2 separate regions of the Mus musculus genome follow, and region 1 is linked to region 2. The links are chromatin contacts, called in public ChIA-PET maps. All regions are on one chromosome and are shown on one strand. The core of a region is the stretch at or near the end of the contact, and the rest is flanking DNA. Distances in the headings are between cores, read along the strand shown. Region 1 overlaps Atp10a (ATPase, class V, type 10A). Region 2 has its middle 88 kb from the start of Atp10a.

Region 1 (4,490 bases), core at 1,696-4,195, 190 kb before region 2:
CATCTATATTTTGTCCACCGTTTGTCATGTCAGACTCTAGGGTCAGCCTGCTTCCTATCACCAACCCTACTAGCCAAAGTATGTGCCATAAGTTTCAAGATTTCCCTCCCAGCAGAAGACACTTTTCCTGTGAATATTACACTTATCTTTAAAGGCACTTGGCTATACTGCTTACAATTTTTATGCAACAAAAATGAACAGTCTGGATGGAAAGGTATCCCACTTAGAATCACGTTTAAAAGAGTGAAATAATGGAAAATAACTTGAATCAATGGTTGAATATTGAGGACCATAAGCCTCAGTGGAAAAATGGATAGAAGTCACATGTAAATGAAAATGCAGCTAGTACTTATAGGCAGAGTGACTTTAAAATGTTATGATGCCATAGGACCTATAAACATCAAGATTTATCCTGAATCCTCGAGGCAAACTAGTAAGAGATTATCTAGATTAAATCATGGAGGTGAGAAGATCCTACATGTAGGCAGCAGCATTCTAAAGGCTGGATTCCAGCTTGATAAAAAAGAAAGTACGCTGGGCATTGACATCCACCATTCTCTGCTTTGTGACTATAGATGCACTGTGACCTGCTACCTCAAGCTCCTGCTGCCAGGACCTTCCTTGTCATGATGGGCTGTACTTTGGATTGTGAGCCAAAATAAATCCCCACTCTCAAGTTGTCAGAGTATTGTATCACAACAAGAAAAGTCACTCAGGCATTACTAAACTAGATCTCCAAACGCAGTGCTGCAGCCTGTCATGATGGCAGCGAGCTTTTTTATTTATTTTGTTTTTCCAGAAATGGAAAAGCCAGTTCTCATATTTATGTAGAATTACAGGGATCAGAAACAGCCAAAATGATTCTCAGAAAGAAGACAGAAGTCGATTTCAAAATTTAATCCAAAGAACTACAGTAATTAAAGCAGCGTGTTATTGCCTAAGGCCAGAACAGCCAAAACAATTATCAGTACCTCCTTACATACATAGTCAAATGATATTTGAGATTGGTATAATGTCTGTGAATGGGAAAAATAAGTATTCAACAAATATTGCCAGATCAACTGAGTTTCTACTTATACAGGAATATTTGCCCAGCACTCAGGAGGCAGAGGCACAGATCACTATAAATTCAAGGCCATCCTGGTATGTATTGGGTTCTGGGTCAGCCAGTGCTATACAGTGAGACCCTGTCTCAAACAAAAGAAAGCAAAGAACTAAGGAGATGGCTCAGTTGGTTACTGCCTGCCACAAAATCATGAAGATTGGACTTCAGATTCCTGGCACCCATGGAAAGATCTGATGTCTGTCAGACAAGGGCTGGGAGTAACACTAATAAGTGGACTCCCAGAATTCATTGCCAATTCGACAGCCAGTCTAGCCACATTAGCGAGACCTAGATTCAATGAGAGATGTTTCAAATAATAAGATAGTGATTTAGGAAGACACTCATGTCTACCTCTAGTGCACACAGACACACACACCAGCATGAACATACACATACACTACACATGAAAACAAACAAAAATGAATGTATTTGGAGGCCTATATGACACTACACATAAAAGATAATACAGTGTCAGTCAGTGATATAAATATGAGTTAAAACCATTAAATTATTAGCTGAATATGTGGCAAATATTCCTGAAGTATAAAATGATGGTCTTTAAAATATATGAGCAAATGTACAAGCGACAAATGGGTAAAAAGAACTTTATAAATAGTAGGAACATGGGGACATGAAGGGATGTTGTCATTAGAATGAAAAGAATTGTTTACAATAATATCTTCTGGTAGCCCACAGAACATTGTAATCATATGTCCAACAAGAATTTAATAGAAGAGTAGAAAAGTAACAATCGAAAACAAAAAGGACATGAGCCAACTGTGTGGCTTATACCTCTGAGCACTCATGAGGCAGGGGAATTGTTGTGAGCTCAAGATCAGTCTGGTAACAGTAAGTTTCAGGCTACTGCAAACTGCATAATAAAACCTAGTGCAAAAACAAAACAAGGGTAAAGAACTAGAATGAGCAAAAAGGCAAAAGGCAACTGGTTGCACCTAGCATTGTGAAAACAAAAATCACTGGTAAAATTTCTGATCTATGAAAACATCTCCCAAAAGAGTAAAGGCAGTGTTGGCAAGGAAGCGGAGCTATTGGAGCTTCTGGGCATCACAAGTGAGAATAAACAGGAAGTTGTTAAAGGCTGAACACAGAATCACACAGGGCAAATGTGTAGACAGAAGCAGGTAGATGACCAGGGGCTAGAAGATGGAGAAAATGACAGCTCCTGCCTGGTATTTTTATGAGTTTCTGTTTGAAATATGATAGATTTTTAGGGGCAAAATGTGCTAACACTATACAATACCTGAAAGAAGTGTTTATCATTAAAGTGTACATTTAAAGTGACAGTGTGGCAAATCATACATTATTTATGACACCACAATTCAAGCATGCGCACTGGGTGACCGTTCCTCAATGCCAAGTGCCTCTGAGAGTGAGGAGAAAATGGAAAACTTGTGCCCTGCTGGTAGGTTGCAAAATGGCTTAGCCCTTTTAGAAAATTTCCCAACTGATCAAGTTAGTCCACATCTTCTTTTCTTTTTTGTTAACCCCATACTGTTATTACCTCAAATGTCTATCAACTGCTGAATAAGTCAATACAGTATATATAGCTATATTATATTGAATACTATTAGCTATAAAAAAAAAGGAAGAAACTATTCATCCACACAATGTAGCCCAACTTCTAAACATACATACTGAGTGAAAAAAAGCCAGGTCCAAAATTTACAATGTGCATTTATACAACTTTCTCGAAAACCCCAGTCTTAAGTGACTTAAAGATCAATAGTTTGGGAACACAGGAAGAAGTGCAGAAAGCGCCTCCCAGCTTTAGTATGACAGTTGCCTGACTGTTGTGGGGTTTCTCACTTTTGCCAGGGCTCTTTCCTGCACCTGCACACTTTCACTATGCACAGTAGGCAATGTGTCAACCTCACCTCAATAGAACAAGTATAAAGACAAGTAGTTGAAATTGGCAACGTGTGTGTGTGTGTGTGTGTGTGTGTGTGTGTGTTCGCATATGTGTGTTTTTCCTTGGTGGTACACTAGTTTTCCCTTTATTTTTTGAGAAAAATTTTAAGAGGAAGCTAAAAAAGCTAGCTAACAGGAGCAGCACTGTCGTCTGATCAATGAAAGCTAGCTTCCTCTTATGGAGACTGTGATTTTAAGAACACAATTGCTTTCCACCTCCACACACTCACAAAGTTTGCAACATTACCTGCTTAGAGTCCTGATTTAATTTTCCAAAATCTAAAATACATGTGTATATAATATTTTTGTTGTTGTTTTGTCTTTTTTCAAAAGAGGGTTTCGCTGTGTAGCATTGGCTGTAGTCTTGGAATTTACTCTGTAGACTAAGCTGGGCTCAAACTCAGGGATTCACCTTCCTCTGCCTCTCAAGTGCTTGGATTAAAAGCATTCACAGCCTGGCTGTGTAAATTTAATGAAATGACTGTCAGTGCAACTGGGCTTCCTTTTTTTTTTTATTCCAGCTAATAAATATAGCATCTGTTTATTAGGTTCAGGGTATTAGCAACTGGCAAAGCTGATTAACTCCAGATGACAGCAAGGTTCCAGTTGGCGGCAACTCCCTTCACTTCAGCTCAGGACTCACTTTTAGGACACTCAAACTTTCCTTATTCCTCCCCACACTGGGTGTGGTGGTTTGAATAGGTTTGGCCCCAACAGACACATGTGTTTGAATGCTTGGCCCATAGGGAGTGGCACTTCTAGGCGATGTGGCCTTGTTAGGGTTTGTGTAGCATTGTTGGAATAAATGAGTCATCTGTGAGGGGGCGCTGTGAGGTCTGCTGTGCTCAAGATCTATCCAATGTGGAACACAGTCTCCCAATCTCTTCCTGGCTGCCTTCATATCAAGATGTAGAACTCTCTGATCATCTAGCTCATGTCTGCCTGCAGGCTACCATCCATCCTGCTATGATGACAATGGACTAAACTCCTGACACTGTAAGCCAGTCCCAATTAAATGTTCTTCTTTATAAGAGTTGCTCCAATCTGCCTTTCATTGACTCAAACCCTCCCCCACTCAAGTCATATAAACTCCTCATCTTCCTCTGCTTGTTTCCCACTAGGACCTTAGAACAAACTACTCACAACTAACTACTCACAACTGTACTAATTTTACACTGAACAAAAGCTATGTCCCTTTCAATTACTATAGCAAAACATGGGACATGGTAGGAAACTGGAAAGTCCAACATCATAGAACCCACATCTAGTAAGAACCTCCTTGTTCCTTCATAGTATACTAGGAGGCATAATGTTCCAAGACAATCTTCTTATTCTTATAATGCCACAAACATCATATGGAAGCTCTATTTTATGACCGGATTTAATTCTGATTACATCCCTGAGACCTCACCTCCAAACACCACCAGCATATTAAGTTGAGCAGGTTTTCAGTAGA
Region 2 (4,822 bases), core at 1,802-4,301:
TGTGTGTGTGCCTGGAGCATACAGGGTAGAAGACAGGGTTAGAAGATCTGGAACTAGAGTTACAGGCAGTTGTAAACTGATGTATGGATGTTGAGAATTAAACCTGAGTCCCCTGCAGGAGCAGCCAGTGTAGTTAAACATGGAGGCATCTATCTAGTTCCAGGAACATTCTTAGCTATCAACTCTAGATTCCAGTCCATCACAGAGGGAAATTAAGATAGGAACTCAAAGAAAGGCCTATGCAGCATAGCTTAAAAAGTTAACTTCACATCCAAAGAAGATGATCAGGAAACATGGAGGAGAGTGCTTGCAGGCCGGCACATGTTCAGATATAGTTTTTACAGTTTTAGGATCATCTGCCCAGGAATGGTGCCACCCACTGTGATGTGTGCCCTCCTAAATCACCTTTCCTCTCCTCTCCTCCCCTCCCTTCCCCCTTCCCCCTTCCCCTCTTCGTTTCTTCTTTTTTTTTAAATTTTTTTTTTTTTGAGACACAGTTTCTCTGTGCATCCCTGGCTGTCCTGGAACTCACTCTATAGACCAGGCTGGCCTCGAACTCAGAAATCTGCCTGCCTCTTCCTCCTAAATGTTGGGATTAAAGGCGTGTGCCACCACTGCCCGGAGGCAATTTCTTGTTTGAGGGTTTCTTCTCAGATTACTCTAGATTATACCAAGTTGACAGTTAAAGTTAACCAGGACACATATTGCAGTATCATTCATAGTTTTAGTCATCCACCAGGGATTTTGGAATGTATTCATAAAGATAAAGAGAGCACACTATATATTTTACATTAACAGAAATTGTCATAACAATTATTTCATAATAAAATCAACTCTGGAAACAGACAAGTTAACATTTTTAAAATAGTCATTTGATTTTATTTTTATGAGTGTTTGCTTGCTTTTATGTATGTGTACAAAAATGTACTTGGTGACTGGAAAGACAAAGAGAGTGTGTCGGGGAAGTTAAGTTACAGTTTGTTTTGAGCTGCTGTGTGGGTGCTTGGAACTGAACTCAAGTCCTCTGAAAGAATAGCAAGTGCTTTTAACTGTCAAACTACTGTCACCCTAGTTTCTAAATTTATTATTTATTCAACCATTCAGTTATTATATAATATTGTAACTTCTGTCTGTGAGTTCTGGAAATATCAGTAAAATTTTGAATGGTGTTTGTTTGTTTTTACCTGCTGTCTTCTCATTTTCAGAGCAAGTTTTCAAACAATAGACAAAGCCAGAGCTTCTTTCATTCTCTCTCCTCCCTTAAGTTCTCATCCCTATCTTTCTTTAATTAAAGTGGATAATTTCCAACTAGCACTTGTGTCTCTTGGTGTCCATTTTCCCATAAAAGTAAAAAAAAAAAAAAAATCAGACAGCAGGATGCTACTGAAATTGCTTCTTTGTCGGTTTTTACTTCATTCTCAGCTTGCATTTACAAAAGCATTGGCCACATGCAGATCTTTACTGATGCAATCCCTCGGATATCCATAGCCACCTGGGAGGATACAGTAAACATATAGATAATAATGTACTGTGATGTAGAGATAAAAAGAAGCCATAGGCAGCTGAGGCCCTGGAAAGAAGGGGATCATGCCTGAAGGAAGTGATGCTGTTGGCAGGCAGGTGATGGAGCAGTGCTCCTTCAAGCAGGAAACGCAGCATGAGAAAAGACAATGAGAGTAGAACATCCAGGATTTGAGCTGGTGTTGGATCACAAGTTTATTGTGGGAATTTGTAGATGAGACCTCATAGAAGAGGGCATCAAATCACAAGGTAAGGAGGGAAGATTTGAGGCTGAGCTTCCATGACACTCACAGATGGCTGCTGAGCAAGGGAATGGAATGATTAAAATGGGATTTTGGAAAGACAGAAATATAACTTAGATTTGATATAATGAAAACATTGGCAAAGGGGATAGAGAGCGGCCTTGGCAACCTACAAGAACTGACTGACTTTGGAACTCTGGGAAACTAAATTGTTACATCAATATCTATATTTACATTAGCTATCAAAGGATAAAAAGGGATTAGGTGAAGTGATGCTGGGGCTTGTCACTTTCGTGTGGAAGAATGATAATGGAATTGCCAAGAACATTGAAGCTGATAGTACAGATTTGCATGTGACGTAGAAAGATAAGCAGACCAGTTCTGACATTAGCTGACACAGAAAGGCATCTGATTCCCAAGGCAGTTTAGATATCTTTGGTGCTGGGATGTATTGGACTCTTCCTGCTCTTCCTCCACCCTTCTCACCAGTTCCTCTTCCCTGTATCTTCTTACCCACTCAGACTGTTGGCCACATTTATTCTAGATACTCCACTGATAGCTGCCTCTCTTGTTCTCTGTGACCTCTGACTTTAATTTCTTGTGAGTCTCCTGTGCTCCCTTGCTCTCTGAGTCCACATCCCTACTTTCTTACTCAGTTGATTCTTCCAAAACATTTCCCTAGGAGGCTCAAGGTAAGGTCAGAGCTTCACTGACTGCCTGTAAAGAAATGATATCCAGAAAGAAGCATTTAGCTTCTATTGGGTTATTACAGTTTGGATCTTAAATATCTCCAAATATCCATGCGTTATAGGCATGATTATCAGCTTCTGAGTCCTGCTGTCAATTAGTGAAATCTATAAAAGATAGACCTACTGAGGTGAGGATGTAGGACATGCCTTTGAAGGAGATATTGGGTCTGTGAAGCCCTCTGTCTGTCTCTTTGCTGTCTGATGAACTGAGCAGTTTCCTCTACTCAAAAGTTTCAGCCATGATTGCCACTGTACCATAGGCTAAATGGGTCAAGTGAGCCCGGACTGAAATCTCTGACAGTGAATGTCAGCAAACTCTTTCCCTTTAGGTTGATGTTTTTATGACTAAACGCAAAATATCTTTCCTGCTTCATGTTAAGAAATCTCATAGTAAATGCTTACATCCTTACTGAAAAATACTTATAATGGGGCATTTGCCAGTGGAACTTCCCCTTGTTGCTCAGTGACTCCAGCTTGTCATTAACATGACATATCAGCCACCATGTCTTGTTGGCATTGTAGGCTCTTGCTCACTCCCACTTTCATGTTATTTAGTCTCAGACATTCTTCCAGGTGGTACTTCTGTCTCACCCTGACACAGACCCTGCCCATGAGGCTTCCACAGACTCTTTCCCAGTCTTTGACCAATCCCACCTGAACTGGGAAAATGCTTGAATGATTTTTGAGTGGGTACTGGTTTTTCCCTTTAGGAGAGACTTGGTGTTTTCTAACTACTGGAATCTTGTGGGTGAAATCCAAAAATTCTGTTAGGTACCCTACAATTTTCAAGGTGGCCCTCACAAAAATTATCTTACCCAAAATGTCAGGAGTACTGAAATGAGCTTCTCAAGCCTAGAACAACAGTTGCAAAGTACACCCGACACTCTCACTCTAGGAAGCAGCCTGCACTTTTGCTGTTGGCTTCCTGCCCCTGCCCCCCCCCCCCCATTCCCCCAACTTCCTCTGCCTAGCACCGTGGATATGATTGCCACACCTCAGGTGCTGCCTTGGTTTATCTTCAGCTGAGTTCTTTCCTGTCCTCTCATGTTTTGTTTTGTTTTGTTTTTTAACTTTCATTGTTCCTTACTACATTCCAGATATCTCTCTATAAAATGTCCTCTGGGACTCAGTCTTCCACCCCTTATGATTGACTCAGGGATGCCTCTGACTTCCCATAGCTTTCTCTTTGGGGCCCAAGAAACTGTCTTTCTCACCTCTGGAGGCTCAGTTTTCAGCTGGAGTGTTAGAGTTGTAGTGAGCAGAGAAATGTATCTGGGTTATGAGGCCCTCACTCTCCCAACATCCCACCAGAGTTTAGAAATTGCATCCTCTTAGGAGATGGGTGACGGTGAGGCTTCAAACAAAAAAGAGAAAGTATTTTTGGGAGATACATAAAGCCTCAGGGTGGGGGTAGCTTAGGTCAACATTTGTCTGGGCTCTCTGAGGGATGTTGTTTATACTGTGAGCTAATCTTATAGGGGAACTAGTCTTCAGTTCCAAAAAGAAACTTGTCTCTTCCTTGAACTGGCAAGATGGCTCAGACAGGAAAAGATGGACACCCCAAGCCTGACACACACACACACACACACACACACACACACACACACACACACACACACACACACAGCACTCCCAAAATAAGTTTAAAACAGTCTTTTAAAGTCCTCTTCTGTGTTTCAGGAGTGTCATGAGTAGAATGAGAGTAATCCTCCTAGACTCATATGTTTGAATGCTTGGTGTGGGATGCTCAGTGGGGAAAGGACTGGGAGGTGTAGTCTTGTTGGAGGAAGTCTCTGAGATGTGTTGGAGGGTGGTCAGCTTTGAGGTTTCAAAAGTCTACACCAAGCCCAGTCCTTATCACTTTCTCTCTGTCTGTAATTTGCCTATCAGACGTGAGCTCTCAGCTACTTCTTCAACACTATGCCTGCCTGTCTGTTCCTGCCATATTACCCATCATGATTATCATTAGATTAACCCTCAGAAACTGTAAGTAAATCCCAAATTAAGCAAATTATTATGGGACAGTCGCTAAGATAGGAGGGAAACAGAGGTAGGAGGCAGGATTTGGATAAAACCCAGAGAGACACTGAGTCTGAGACAGTTTTGGTTTTAACTAAAAAAACAAACAAACAAACAAACAAAAAAACAAAACAAAACAAAAAAAAACCCAGCCTGTAAAAGTGACATATTTGGGGTATGATTTCCCAGGGTCCAGTTCTTGTGTAAATGTACTGGGTTTTGTTAGTTTTTTGTGACTATTCTGCAACTGTGATAATCTTTGGAATGGTATTATAACTTTTACAAACCTAC

The links. ChIA-PET counts read pairs in DNA pulled down with a chosen protein or histone mark.
Region 1: an RNA polymerase II ChIA-PET map of memory CD8 T cells shows a contact between it and region 2, with 26 read pairs. The contact joins two enhancer-like sites. A contact is called at or near these places in 5 of 484 Hi-C or Micro-C datasets (3T3-L1-derived adipocytes, CD4 T cells, the HPC-7 cell line and 2 more) and 1 of 115 datasets of contacts at active chromatin or transcription factors (memory CD8 T cells).

What each region holds. Positions count from the first base shown.
Region 1 is chr7:58,757,931-58,762,420 of GRCm38.p6, reverse strand. The region is part of intron 2 of Atp10a (ATPase, class V, type 10A); the gene reads right to left. Among named protein-coding and RNA genes, the nearest start is that of Gm39019, 29 kb to the right of the region's middle. Within about 2 kb of position 2,945, at least 17 of the 459 cell types and tissues checked have an H3K27ac peak or open chromatin away from gene starts, as enhancers often do. A contact at or near this core is called in memory CD8 T cells, where this site is marked.
Region 2 is chr7:58,567,645-58,572,466 of GRCm38.p6, reverse strand. No RefSeq gene overlaps it. Among named protein-coding and RNA genes, the nearest start is that of Atp10a, 88 kb to the left of the region's middle. Within about 2 kb of position 3,051, at least 22 of the 459 cell types and tissues checked have an H3K27ac peak or open chromatin away from gene starts, as enhancers often do. A contact at or near this core is called in memory CD8 T cells, where this site is marked.